2 separate regions of the Sus scrofa genome follow, and region 1 is linked to region 2. A link is a contact called in public promoter capture Hi-C data. All regions are on one chromosome and are shown on one strand. The core of a region is the stretch at or near the end of the contact, and the rest is flanking DNA. Distances in the headings are between cores, read along the strand shown.

Region 1 (7,378 bases), core at 668-3,167, 280 kb after region 2:
GGCCAGCAGCTGTAGCTCCAATTGGACCCCTAGCCTGGGAACCTCCATATGCCGAGGGTGCGGCCCTAAAAAGACAAAAAAAAAAAAAAAAAAAAAAATCCCAGCAGAAGGATCCTTGCCTTGGATGACTGCTCCTAGCCACCCGGGGGGTTGGAGGGAGAGCTTTGGGTCACATGTGGTTTCAATTACTGCATTTATCTGCCTTGTTGTCATGTTGTCATTGTGTTTGGGAGATTACTGAAACCTCATTTCTGTCCCAGGCCTGTCCAAGTTGTGCGGGGGTACAAGTCCAATCTGGAAAACCTACCTCATCTTTGGCAGGCCGGCTATAGGGAGAGACTTCTGGAATGTACAGTGATGTCCCACCCAGGCCCCTTCCCCCTTGATTAAAAACGAATCTGAAACAACAAATGTCTAAAATTTTCCACTCTATCATTCTACCCTGCCTTGTTAGAACTATGCTCTTTGTCCACACCCGCTGGAATCTTTTGCAGCCTCGGGGAAGCTGGGAAGTGTTTGTCCCTAGCTCGCAGTCACTCCCATAATAAACAATCACTAAACAGCTTGCTGCCCTAGGCAACTGTTTGTCCAGCTTGGCCAGACCCATGCGACTTTAGGCTGGGGAAGAGGGTGGGAGGTGTTCTCTGAAAAGCAGAATCCAGGCTCTGAGGCCAGGGAGCTTGGCTTGACCAGAAATACTGTTTGGGAACTAGCACATCTTTGTGGTCTCAGAGGACCTTTAGAGGGACTCTCGGTCTTTATGCGAATTGTCCAGTGATGTTCCCTGGGGGTAGCAGGAGCTTGGGGCTGGGGTGTGGGAAGGCAGTTGAAGGAAGGACCAGCCATCTTGAACTAGTGGTCAGTAAGGTCATTTCCTGCCTCAAATGTCTCTTCCACAGCTGGGACAATTGGCTGATCTACTACTCATCCATCTTGAAGCGACAGCTCCTTAAAAACCACCAGCCCACCATCACAGAAAGAATAATGTCCCTTTCGGTACTGGGATGGGCTTAAACCAACCACGTTCTCCTCAGCTACTAGAATTTCTCTTTTTCCCCCACTGTGATTGGAAGTCTTGGAGAAGCTTTCTACAGAATAGACAAGGGGCAGCGGGGAGTGAGGAAAGGATGCGGCGAAGTTATTGAGGATTTGGGGTGGGTGTCTCAGTACAGACATGAGGAACTGCAGTTATTCCTCTTGATTGTAAAATTTCCTCTTTACTCTTGAGGGTTGGGAGATTTCCCTGGGAAAGAAAAAATAAAAGGATGGGTTCTGTAGGGAATAAGGACCCGCTCGTAAGAAGGAAGCATTTTGGGCCTCAGAGGGTGGAAGGTGGGCGGAGAGAGGCGTCCTTCTGGTCCGCGAACGCTTTCTTTGAAGTCTTTCTTTCCTCCCTCATCCCTCCGCCTCGCTCCACGGCTTCAATTTTCGAGCATCCTTTTCCAGGAACCCGCACACTCCCTGCCGGCCGCTCGGGGAGGCATTCGCGGCAGGCAGCCGAGCAGACCGGATTCTCGAGGGCGCCCGGGGCAAGCCGGAGCAGCGGGGCCCGAGAAGCGCCGGCCGCTTCCCGGTTTCCCGGCAGCCGCCCGCCCACGGGCGCCTCTGGGAGGCGCTGCTTCCCGGCGCGGCGGCAGGAGGCGGTACGGCCCACCCCGGGGTCCCGGTCGCGGAGCGCCGAGGGGCCGTGGGGCTAGCACCCAGCAGCCCAGCGCTCCGCCCGCCCGGCAGCGGCGGAGACGCCCCGAGACCCCGGTGCCGCCTGCACCCCCCGCGCCGCGCCGGCGCCTCGGCCGGTGGCCGGGGGTTATGAATGGGCGCAGCGGAAGCACCGCCCCCCCCGGACGTGACGCTCGGCCAATGGCAGCGCGGGCTGCGTGGATGGATGAGGTCAGCGCTGTCGTGTCGGGAATGGAATGTGTAAGTGTAACATTCAGAACCGGGTAACATTCGGCGACCGAACGCGGCGGTCGGCAGCGATCGCGCGGGGGCCTGCGAAGCGCCGCTCGGGGCCGGCACTGCCCGCGGGGAGGACGCGCCGCCGCCGTCACCCAGCGCCGCCGCCGCCGCCGCCTCCAGCCGGGCCGCCGCGCGTCCCGGGGGCCGGCCCCGCGAGCGCAGGAGTAAACACCGCCGGAGTCTTGGAGCCGCTGCAGAAGGGAATAAAGAGAGATGCAGGGATTTGTGAGGTTACGGCGCCCCAGCTGCAAGATGCATTAGCCGGCTGAACGCGGGGATCGGCTGACTTGTTGGAACCCGAGTGCTCTGCACGGGAGTGTGGATGAGTTGAAGTTGCTTTCCCGGGGCTCGTTTTCCACGCTGCCGAGAGGAATCCGAGAGGCAAGGAAATCACTTCGTCTTGCCATTGATTGGGCATCGGGAGCTTTTTTTTTTTCCCCCCTCTCTTTCTTTTCCTTCGTCTTGTTGCATGCAAGAAAATTACAGTCCGCTGCTCGCCCGCCCTGGGTGCGAAATATTCAGCCCCGCTCTCGCCTGTCCATTGTGCAACCCAAAGATGAAAGACCGAAGGGGAGAAAGTTAAAGAAATCGCCCACATGCGCTGGATCAGTCCACGGCTTGGGGAAAGGCATCCAGAGAAGGTGGGAGCGGAGAGTTTGAAGTCTTTACAGGCGGGAAGATGGCGGACTGGAGCTGAAAGTGTTGATTGGGAAACTTGGGTGATTCTTGTGTTTATTTACAATCCTCTTGACCCAGGCAGGACACATGCAGGCCAAAAAACGCTATTTCATCCTGCTCTCAGCTGGCTCTTGTCTCGCCCTTTTGTTTTATTTCGGAGGCTTGCAGTTTAGGGCATCGAGAAGCCACAGCCGGAGAGAAGAGCACAGCGGTCGGAATGGCTTGCACCACCCGAGTCCGGATCATTTCTGGCCCCGCTTCCCGGACGCTCTGCGCCCCTTCGTTCCTTGGGATCAATTGGAAAACGAGGATTCCAACGTGCACACTTCCCCCCGGCAGAAGCGAGATGCCAACTCGAGCATCTACAAAGGCAAGAAGTGCCGCATGGAGTCCTGCTTCGATTTCACCCTTTGCAAGAAAAACGGCTTCAAAGTGTACGTATACCCGCAGCAAAAAGGGGAGAAAATCGCCGAAAGTTACCAAAACATTCTAGCGGCCATCGAGGGCTCCAGGTTCTACACCTCGGACCCCAGCCAGGCGTGCCTCTTTGTCCTGAGTCTGGATACTTTAGACAGAGACCAGTTGTCACCTCAGTATGTGCACAATTTGAAATCCAAAGTGCAGAGTCTCCACTTGTGGAACAATGGTAGGAATCATTTAATTTTTAATTTATATTCCGGCACTTGGCCTGACTACACTGAGGACGTGGGGTTTGACATCGGCCAGGCGATGCTGGCCAAAGCCAGCATCAGTACTGAAAACTTCCGACCCAACTTTGATGTTTCTATTCCCCTCTTTTCTAAGGATCATCCCAGGACAGGAGGGGAGAGGGGGTTTTTAAAGTTTAACACCATCCCTCCTCTCAGGAAGTACATGCTGGTATTCAAGGGGAAGAGGTACCTGACAGGGATAGGGTCAGACACCAGGAATGCCTTATATCACGTCCATAACGGGGAGGACGTCGTGCTTCTTACCACCTGCAAGCATGGCAAAGACTGGCAAAAGCACAAGGATTCTCGCTGTGACCGAGACAACACCGAGTATGAGAAGTAAGTGGCTCGGGGGTCGGGCCCTGCCCACCTGGTCCAGGTGTGAGGCTTGGGGGGCTGGGAATGGGGCAGAGGAACCCTCCTGTGCTCTTCCTCCTGCTCTGAGCCTGGGACTCAACCACCCGGTGCAGGTGCGTGTGGCCAGGAGCTGAGAACCAAGGGTGTGAGCTCCTCAGGCTAACGGGAAAGCCTGGAGCACTTTCTTGGGCCAAGTAGGTGACAGTGTCTCTCTCTTGCCTGGAAAACTTTCAGGGCGATGTGGTTCCTCTGAAGCGTGTGGGTTTGATCCAAGTTTGGAAGCGGCGCTTCACCGATGGATCATCGGGGAGGGTGTTTTGTGTGAGAAGGTCTAAGGACCCCAGAGGCTCTGAATCCATCCACAGTGTGGAGACCTTCCCCCAAGATTGATGCTTTATTTGCATTTCTCACGAGCAGGGGGAACTGCTTTCCCTGGAATTCTCCCACCCTCCAATTGGATTCTTTCCGTGAACCTTAAATTTGTGTTAGCAGTGGAAGTGCTTTAATTTTAGCTACTCAACTTTCTGTGCCTGTCTCTTCCTTACTCCCAGATGGTGTTGACTTTTTATGAAGGGAGACTGTTAGCTGGTTGGGGCCTGTGATCTTGCATGCATGAGTGCATTCATTCATTCATTCATTCCTATATGTTTGTATAAATATATCCTACCCCCTCCCTAGGAGAAGCAATTTTTTAAATCTGGGCCTAAGCCCCAGGGCTGCAAACTGCAGTTGCTTGTTTAGCTTTCCCTTTTCCCTTTGTCTTTATTGATTTGCATGTAAAACGGAGTCTGTTACTCTCTGAATGGGCTTGAGATGCCTCCTTACCCTGTGGAGTGAAGCAAGTTTTGTCCAGTTGCTAAGTAACTGAGTTGGATACTTTGTAGCCCTTCTCTCTCTTCCTTTTCCTTCCCAGTGACAGCAACTGACACACTGGACTTGGGATCAAAAACTGGTTTCCAGGAATCTGCTTTCACCTGAGCTTGGAGGGTCAGTTTCCTCGTGGATGGGGTGGTGAGCCCCAGACTCTCACTTCTGTCTGGCTGTGAAAGAGTTAGGGAGCTCCTACAGTGCATTTCCACGTTACGCCAGTTAAAACCCAGAGCAGCCTTGTGCTACCCAGGGAAGGAAGGGGAACCTCTCAGCTGAGTACAAGAGGAACTGGCAGAGGTTGGCAGATTTTGCAATTGATTCATGAAATGCAGACTAGGGGAAACGCTTTGCAGACCTGATTGGAGCAGGAAGGGGCATGGTGGGGAAACGGCCCTGAAGTGAAAGGTTTGATTGTTGTCTGTGGATTTCCTCAGACACTTGGGCCTCTGTAGGAGAGATTGGAAGGGAAATTAAAGTCCTCCTGTACTTGATCAGAGATGGTGAAGGAGAAAATATCCAACACTGGGACTTCCCAACCCCCAACACCTCTCGCTTTTCAAGCGTAAGAAAAGCCCAAGGCTGTAGGATCAATTATGAACCTACATTTTACTCTGCTTCAGGGCCAGTGATGGGTGCAGTGGCAATGGATTAAAATTTTCTCACAACAGAAGCAAACTGTGGTTGGTAATGAATGCTTTGTTTAAACGACATTTACATTGACCTATTCCTGTGGGTGCTTGTAGGAAAAAATGCTTATAGCCTTTGAGGAATTTCTTTGTCTGGTTTATGGTGGAGTAACTCGAGATGAAGTCTAACCTTTCAGTGTCTTTTAAAGCAGTCTTACCGAATTTTGTAGCAGGATCATTGTGGTCTTCATTCTTTGAAAGGGGCTGGAGCTGCGATCTTACCTTCAGAAATTTGAATTGTACATTTATTGGAGGAACACCCGCAATCCACCACGACAATCATATCTCTTTACCCACCTGGTCTCAGAATAAATATTCAGTGTCTACATGCTCTGCTGAAGCTTTTTTTGAGAGATTGGCAGTGAGGGAAGGAGGGTTGGTTTCTTAGAAACTTTCATTTTTGCTAAGTAAATTTCACTAATTTTTGACCTCTTTGTGATTGGACCAAGAAATCTGACACCCACACCCTCGTTTTGGTTTTTGTTTAAAGACCGCAAGGTGTCAGGCCCTCAGGACAGGGATCTCATCTGAAAGGTGGCATTCAGTTAGGAAAGCAAGTGGCTTCTTTCTCCTAAGCAGGGGTTTCTTTTCCTGGGGTCACTTCTGGATGTTCTTCCTTCCCCTCTTGCATACTTTCCAGCTCTAATCTTGTGTCAGAGGCCGAGATGGGCCTGCAGAGTGTTTATATTCATTCGCCTGGTTGACCTGGAGTTTTAACTCATTGCTCGCCCTGGGTTATCTGAATGCTTTATCTCTGAGACATGGTGCTTGCAAATTGCCTTTTGCCGTTGACTTGGAAAGATAGGACGTTGAAGAGTGAGCCCTGAAATGTGATGAGAATGCTCACATAGCAGACAGCCTGGTCTTGTGCTCCAAAGTAAGCACAACTTCTGGGCTCTGTTACTTAGCCTGAGGTTTTCCATAAGTCAGCTGTGCATGTGTGGGACGCAGAACTCCTCCAATCAAATAAATGCCCGTCTCTCTCCAGGGTTTTAGAGAAGGATATTGCAGTTAGGTCTGTAGAAGGCATCCAAGTTTGACTTCTCATACTGATGCTTCGTTTGACCTTTAATTCATCACCTTGAACCTTAGCTCATCCTTTGGTGGTGTGGGTTCTAGACTGCTTCAGGGTGCTCTAAGCCTTCATTTGATAATGGCTTATAAAAAATGGGATCAATTTTCATCCACTCCTGTTCCTTATTAGTAAGTCCCTCTGAAAGGCTTCGCTTTAATTTGCTGCCACAAAGCAACCACGTATAACTTTGCTTCGGACTTCACGGGGTCTGATAATTAGATTGAAAAATGTATTGTATGGTGGCTGAGTTAGGATGCTATGGAATATGTATGAGCAGTATTAACTAAAAAAAGTTGTTTTTAGTGAAATTTAGCCTCATGTGACAGTAAGGATTTAGTTGAGGACCTGCATCTCACCTGCACTCTTGCGAAAAACAGACATTTGTTACGAAAGGTCTAGAAGAGCTACATGGAATGAAGGCAAATCCTTTTCTCATATAAAAGAGCAAGATTTTTGACCCACCCAGGATTATATTAAAAAATCCATTTTTATGACACCCATAATTAATTTTCATCGGTTACATACATTAACAGGTGTAGATGACAGTGGCTAAAATAAGTAACGGCAGCGATTACATGATTTGTAATGAGGCTTTTGAGAAATTCTCTTTTACGTCTTTTGAGCTTCTTATGCATCCTTGCAGAATCACTATATTTTTGCATGAACTTCATAGTTCAAATCCCTTCCAAGGGCATCATTGTGAAACTTCAAACTTGGCTTGCTGAAATAGAAGAAAGAAGGAAATGAGAGGTGGCTTCTATCTTTGACCCCTCCGAGGAGAGGAGTGGTGAATATTTTAAGCAGCTCTTCTGGGAATGGGCTGGATTCCATGCAGCCCTTTTGGACATCTTTTCCTGTGTTTGTTGAAGCTGTACCCCACAATCCTGGTGTTTTTAAGGGTACTGAAGGTAAGTGACCTTTCGACTTCCAACATCGTCATCTTACAGATGTGAAAACTGAGGGGTAGAGTGTTTAACAGGTTTGCTTAAGGTCGGGGAGCTGGTTAGTGGCAGGCCTTCTGACTTTCTCTCCCTTGACTTCCA
Region 2 (6,520 bases), core at 1,310-3,809:
TCTTTTTCAGTTTCTCCACTTTATCAAAAGATTGGAGGCACCTCTAGTGACCCAACATCTCTGGCATATTAAATCTTGGTGTCAAATGCATGCTTTGATAGATGACCCGATAAGCCTCCTCCATCTCTAATTTCAATGATTTTGTAATACTGAATTATTTTTTTTTGGTAGGCATATGATTTTCCTCTCCTCTTCAAAATTCCCCGTGTTATGTAGGTTTTCATAATTAAATGCAGTAGATTGTTTAGAATCTAATCTTAGACACATGTGCCTTTTTTTTCTTATGGAAAGAAAAGGAAATAGAGCTTCATAAATCAGAATATTGGGCTTAAAATATAATTTATAAGGAACAAATACAGGAAATGTAAATCATGCTCAAGAAAGGCTTACTTTCATCTTACATGTTAGATTGAAAAATCATGTGGCTACATTTACGAGTGATGAAAAGACATCCAGAAAATAAAATCTCAAGGTTAACGTAGAAGCACATTTAGTGGCTATTTGAACAATCCCAATATCCTCAAAGTTGTGTGTGTGTGTGTGTGTGTTCCCAGCAATGACTGTCATGGCTTAGCTCATTTAAAAAGTGAATTCTCATTGGGGCTGACTTCTGAGTCATTAGGAACTTTTAATATTTTGGTATTTTTTAAAGAAAGTCTAGGAGTTCTCTGGTGGCTTAGCAGGTTAAGGATCTGGCTTTGTCACTGTTGTGGCTCAGATCACTGTTGTGGCATGAGTTCATTCCCTGGCCCTGGAAATTTAAAAAAAAAAAAAAAAAAGGAAGAGGAAGAGAGGAAGGAAAGAGTAGAGCTCTAACTGTCCAATCCAAAAAATACGCAGGACTCAAGGCAAAAAGAAGCACGGAAACTATTGCTTTACTATCGAATAAAATTTGAAAGAAAGATTTTGGAGTAAAATTTTCAGCCATGACTAGTTTTCACAGCACGGTATGATTGAAGGAGAAATCCAGCAGTAGTCACTAGATTCCTGTATTCTTTATGTTAGAAGAAAGGTAGGAAAATGGTTTGGACGGCAGGATTGGAATAACATGGTGCTGAAAGATACAGCCCAAACCAATAGAAATCTGGTGCTGGAGTAGAGATTTATGATTTTAGAACTGACAATTCTATAAAGTCATTTCTAAGGATCTAATTCTTCCATTTAGGCACCTTTTGAAGCTATTCTTCACTGCAGTGGTGAAGTTGTAACACTTGACATCTTTATGTAGAAGACTTAATTTAACCAATATAGTTTTTGTTGAAGCCAAGCTGTTGCTATTATGATACCAATTCATTTATCAGTTCTAAGATGTTTTTTTCAATCTCAGTTCTGTTTCTTATGGACTGATCAGTATTCAGCTCTTCCTTTGACAGAAGCTGTCTCCTGCCTTGTGAGGGTGTGTGTTCTCACAGTCACAACATGGTGGAGTGTGTGTGTTGATTTACAGATTTTGTTGCTGAAGGCATGTACTCTTGCCATGCTCCATTACTCTGCATACAAAGGAAAACATCTCGGTTGTAAAAGCAAGCTCAGCTCACTGGAGTTGTTGGGAAGAGGTCGCTTCTTCAAGGGACAAAGGACAATGCTTCATTTCCCCTGTGGCTTTGTCTTTGTGAATTTGACTTCCTGGTGTAACCAGATGTTTTCCGATTTAAGGAAACCCAGGACACAAAAATCGAAATTTGCAAAATGAGGGATCCATGAGTCTGTATTTGTTCTTGTTATTTTCTTGTGAAGTCACAGCACTTTGTAAGAAATTTGCTCAAGCTGATGTTCAGTGTGGTAGAGGGATTAAAAGTACAGGGCTTGAAGTCTAACAGTGCCAGATTTGACCCAAAGCATGAGCTCTTTTTGCTAGAAAGTCTTTGTCAGGATCTTCAACCTCTCTGGGCTTAATTTTCTCATCTGAAAAATAATTATGCTTATATGTAAGAATCTCATGAGATAATTCATGTCAAGCATATAACAGATAGATTATACATAGGTATTTATATGAACATGAAAATATATGCATATATGCATATGTATTTATGATTTACATAGCATGCTATTATTGCATAGTACTCAGTGTTTTATGGAAAATGAGATACACTTATAAAATCAATAGATGATGTACACATACAATTTTTAGCAGATTTATCTTACTGATTATGTTTCGCAGAGGCCACTATCACAGTTCATTATCATTCCCCACACTCACACTTACTATGGAGGTAGGTGACCTCGGGACATACTAGATGGGGCAATGAAGCCACCTGGGCTGTTCAAAAATCATCACAGGTAACACATCACGTTTACAGCAGAGAATTGATCGGGCACCCCTTTGCCCAGTGAACCCCTGTCAGACAATGGGTTCCTGGAAAGCAGGCTCAGAGAAGGAGAGCTGGGTGCTAGAAGTTTTTTGGGTGGTGTCTTCCTATTCACCACTTGCTAGGAACGTGAAAGATGCTGGATTTAGACTCTGACTCAATCCGAACAAGACCTCAGCCATCTGCAGCTGTCTGGAGCTGGGACTGGCCTTTGGAGTTAATCCAGCTGGGGCTGGGCCACCTGGATACAATTATAAAGGCTAGACCTAAAGATGCAGCTCCCTCCTGCCTGCCACCAGTCATAGGATACAGGCTGCTCTCAGGAAGAGGGTCATGACCTTGGATGAAGTAGCTCTTTTCAGCCAGGGCATTGCCCAGAAGGGCCAACAGCCAAGAGCAGCCAGCAGCTGGGGCGTTCTTTAGGCCTTAAGAGGGATCTGAGTGACATGGGCCAGAGCCTTCCAGTCGGTAGAACTGATAATCTTTGGAAATTGATTTGGCCTAAGTTATCTGGTCCCTCTTTTTCTCCTGTCTTTCCCCCTCTATTTTTTCCTTCTTTCTCACTCTTCCATCCACCATTTATTGATGGTCTGCTATGCGGCAGGTACTCTAACGAGGGCTGGAACTTAAAACATTTTAAAAAATTCTTTTCCTTTTCCAAAGCTTCTAATCAAATGCAGAGAAAAGCCAGACAGCAAAATGGGCAGAGAGGATGAACTGTGGAGTTGGAAAAATAATAATTCAGAATTTTACTGTCTCTTACTACTGTGATCATAGTCACTAAAATTCTCAAACCTCATTTTTAAAATAGGGATAACAATTAAACCTATCCAGAAAACTGTCCCAAAGAACAAATCAAAGAATGAGAAATTATCCACATTTATACCCAGCCCATCGTAATTGTCCAATCAATTATTGATGATGTTTTTATTTTTTATTTTTTTGTCTTTTTAGGGATGCACCCTTGGCATATGAAAGTTCTCAGCCTAGGGGTCGAATCAAGCTACAGCTGCCAGCCTGTGACACAGCCACAGCAACACCAGATCCTAGCTGTGTCTGTGACCTACAGCACAGCTCACAGCAATGCTGGATCCTTCACCCATTGAGCAAGGCCAGGGATCGAAGCTGCGTCCTCATGGATCCTGGTTGGATTCGTTTCTGCTGTGCCACAGCAGGAACTCCCTATTATGGATAATAATGATGATGTCCAAAGCTGATGGGTCCCTTCCAGGTAACTCCTTTCCCTTTGTCTCTTGGGTCAAACGCAAGATACCTCATGCAGGAGGAAAGCTCAGTGATTGAATGACATGATGTCTTGGACTCTACCCCTCACACACTCTGTATACAAGGGTTTCTGGGCCTCAAGGACCTTCCATTGCAAGGTATTCTCTAGTGACTATGCCTGACTGGGCTCCTCAGCCTTCAGCACAAATGGTCTCTTGTTCTTCTTGAACTACACTCTGTCTGACACCTCATTCCCCAAGATTTCTTTCTGTGTCTCCAGCCACTCATTCACAGTGTGTCTCTGTGGGCCTGTCCCACTGATCCACCCACGCGGTGCTGGGGGTCCCCAGAGATCAGTCCTCAAGCCTCTCCTCCCTTCGCTCCCCTTCCTCTCTGATCACGGGTTTGTATGTCAGCTTTATGATGGTGGCTGACTTCTGTTTGGAGCTCCCACTGTACACCTCCACACACCCACTCTACATTTCTGTTGACTGTTTCATGGATGTAGGCAGGTCAGGCTCATTCCATGTCGAACCAGAAGTTTGATCTTCTACTACCGTCCTCACTCAGTGTTCTCCAGGTCAGCAATTTCCCTGTCCCTTCTTTTATTGCCCAAGCCAGAAAGACGTGTTCTGTCATTGACATCCATTTCCTTCTTGCCTCAAATACCTAATCTACCGCCTTTGATTCTAGATGCAAAAATATTTCCTCTCTTCACATCTTTACCACCACCTTCTAGTAGAAGCCACGTCTTCTGGGGATTCAACAAAAGCTGCAGTCTCCCAACTAATTTTTCCAACTTCCAGATGTTCCCTTGACCCTTAAGTGAGACATTTTTTTTTTTTTTTTTTTTTTTTTTTTTTTTTTGCAGCTAGAGAGAGAATTTTTAAATGGAAGTTGCATCATGTCACTGCCCTTCTTAAAAGTATATTTTGATCTTCCATCACACTTGGAGTAGGTAATGGGATCCTTGGTCTTGCCTCCAAGACCCAGATTGATCTTACTCTTGTCTGCCCTTCCATCCTCATCTCAAGCCGTTGGCCTCTACCCTTCCCACAAGGCCACCTCACTTCACTGGCCTTCTTGCCTCCACGGACAGTGATAGTCTATTTAGAACGTTTGCATCTATTTTTTTTCTTCTGCCTCCAACCTCTTTAACTTTACTCTTCACCACTCTTTCTCATCCTTCAGATCTTAGCCAAAAGTTTCTTTCTGATTTGCTTTCCCCACAAGCAACTTGGGTTTCTGGGGCTCACTTGGCCTCCTCTGTTTTTCCTCATGAAATAAGTATTTTGTTTTTTCCTTTTTTGAAAATTTTTTTTATCACTTATTTATATATATTTTTTTGTACTGTACAGCATGGTGACCCAGTTACACATACATGTATACATTCTTTTTCTCACATTACGTGTTCCATCAAAAGTGACTAGACAGAGTTCCCAGTGCTACACAGTAGGATTCCATTGCTAATCCATCCCAAAGACAACATTCTGTGTTGAAATCATTTATTTGCGTATTTTCTTTTTATGTGTACTTCATTCACTAACCTGCAACTCTGTGAGTATGGAGACCATATGGATTGTAGTCACTGCTTATACCCAGCACCTAGTCTAATGACTGCATTAGAAGATCATTGTTTATTAAACCAAAGGCCAAACTAAAGCAGGCATAGCCTTTCTAGGCACAGCATGAATTTGAATCAGGTATCTTGGTTCCAGTCTCTGCTCTGCTAGCTCCTAGGCATGTGACTTTGGGCAGTTCCCTTCATTTTTTCTGGGCTTAGTTTTTTACCTTCAAAATGGGGGGTGATAACCATCTTTTCTCATGAGGCCATTTGTTCAGGTCACCTTTTACCAGGTGCCACGCACTGGAGTTACTCAGTTAAATGAAACCCACCTTCTCTTTGTAAAAAGCCTAGAATCTGAAAAGGAAGATAGGCTGTGAACAAATTCATGGTTATATTATAACATAGTAAGTGTAATGATAGAAACAAGGCACACCTTTATGAAATCTCTCCTTCGAAAGAGAATGTATTAAGTCCTGTACTGCGCTAGGCACTTTCAGATCTACTACCTAATTTAACCTTCACAAAGAAAGCTCAGCGTAACTTAAATCAGTATTCCCATTTTACAGGTGAGGACACTGTGATTCAGGGGCCTTATGTAACTACTCCAACTCACAGCACGAGTGGGTGGAAGCACCAAACTTCTAACGTGAGCTTCTACTCCACAAGTTCAGGTTGCTTTCCCCAAAATAATCCAAAATGAAATAAGGTGTTACTACCTTATTACTGGAAGAATGAATTAACTAGTTGGTTAATGTTGAACTGAAGTATTCAATAGCCAAATCTAAGTCAGAAGAGGACGCGTTACCAAAGAATCTCACTGTTTCCTTCGCCTTCCTCTTTTTTTCCGACTTTCTCCGTGTCCATTTTTATTGTCATTTATGATTGATTATAAAGAGTCTCTGTTGATTATCATGTGTCTTTATTTGTACCAACAGTGAAAAAGTGTTTCAACAGTGTACAACAGTGGCATGGCATTTTAGTCCCCAAACACTGGCCCTCGTGCATGGTTGTTGGAGGAACTCAAGTGGGCATTGCTTTGTTTCCTTTCCCAATAATTCTTTAAATGTCTCATTGTAACTTAAAGTTCTTTGGAGAGCACGCAATTGGAGATTAAATATATGGGGGACACATCCTGTAATAATGGCATTATAGAAAGGGAAGCAAGGGTAGCTGAGTGACCTGAGCCCTCCAGAAGTGGTTAAGAGTAACAGTGCGTGAAGGAGCGTTCAGCGAAGGTGCGGCTGTACGTGATTATCAATTGGCCAGACTATGTAAAACGGTGCATGGTGTATTTCACCTGTGCGAACAGAGGGGCCACAGCGCTCATTAGAGACTCACCTGTGGCAAATTCTCAGTCTTAGGACTGGTCGCCATCATCATCCATTGCTAACGTATGTGACAGGCACAGTGCTTTCTATGT

What was found. Promoter capture Hi-C pulls out the DNA fragments that hold promoters and counts their contacts.
Region 1: a contact with region 2 is called in a promoter capture Hi-C map of fetal skeletal muscle, with 4 times the contacts expected there. A contact is called at or near these places in 2 of 5 promoter capture datasets (fetal skeletal muscle and skeletal muscle), 8 of 47 Hi-C or Micro-C datasets (embryonic fibroblasts, fetal skeletal muscle, heart right ventricle and 4 more) and 1 of 2 datasets of targeted methods (alveolar macrophages).

What each region holds. Positions count from the first base shown.
Region 1 is chr4:20,643,085-20,650,462 of Sscrofa11.1, forward strand. EXT1 (exostosin-1) reads left to right here and starts at 1,918. Exons shown (of 11, transcript XM_001924980.6): 1 at 1,918-3,686. The coding sequence starts at 2,725.
Region 2 is chr4:20,360,127-20,366,646 of Sscrofa11.1, forward strand. All of the region lies in intron 3 of SAMD12 (sterile alpha motif domain-containing protein 12), which reads left to right. Among named protein-coding and RNA genes, the nearest start is that of SAMD12, 220 kb to the left of the region's middle.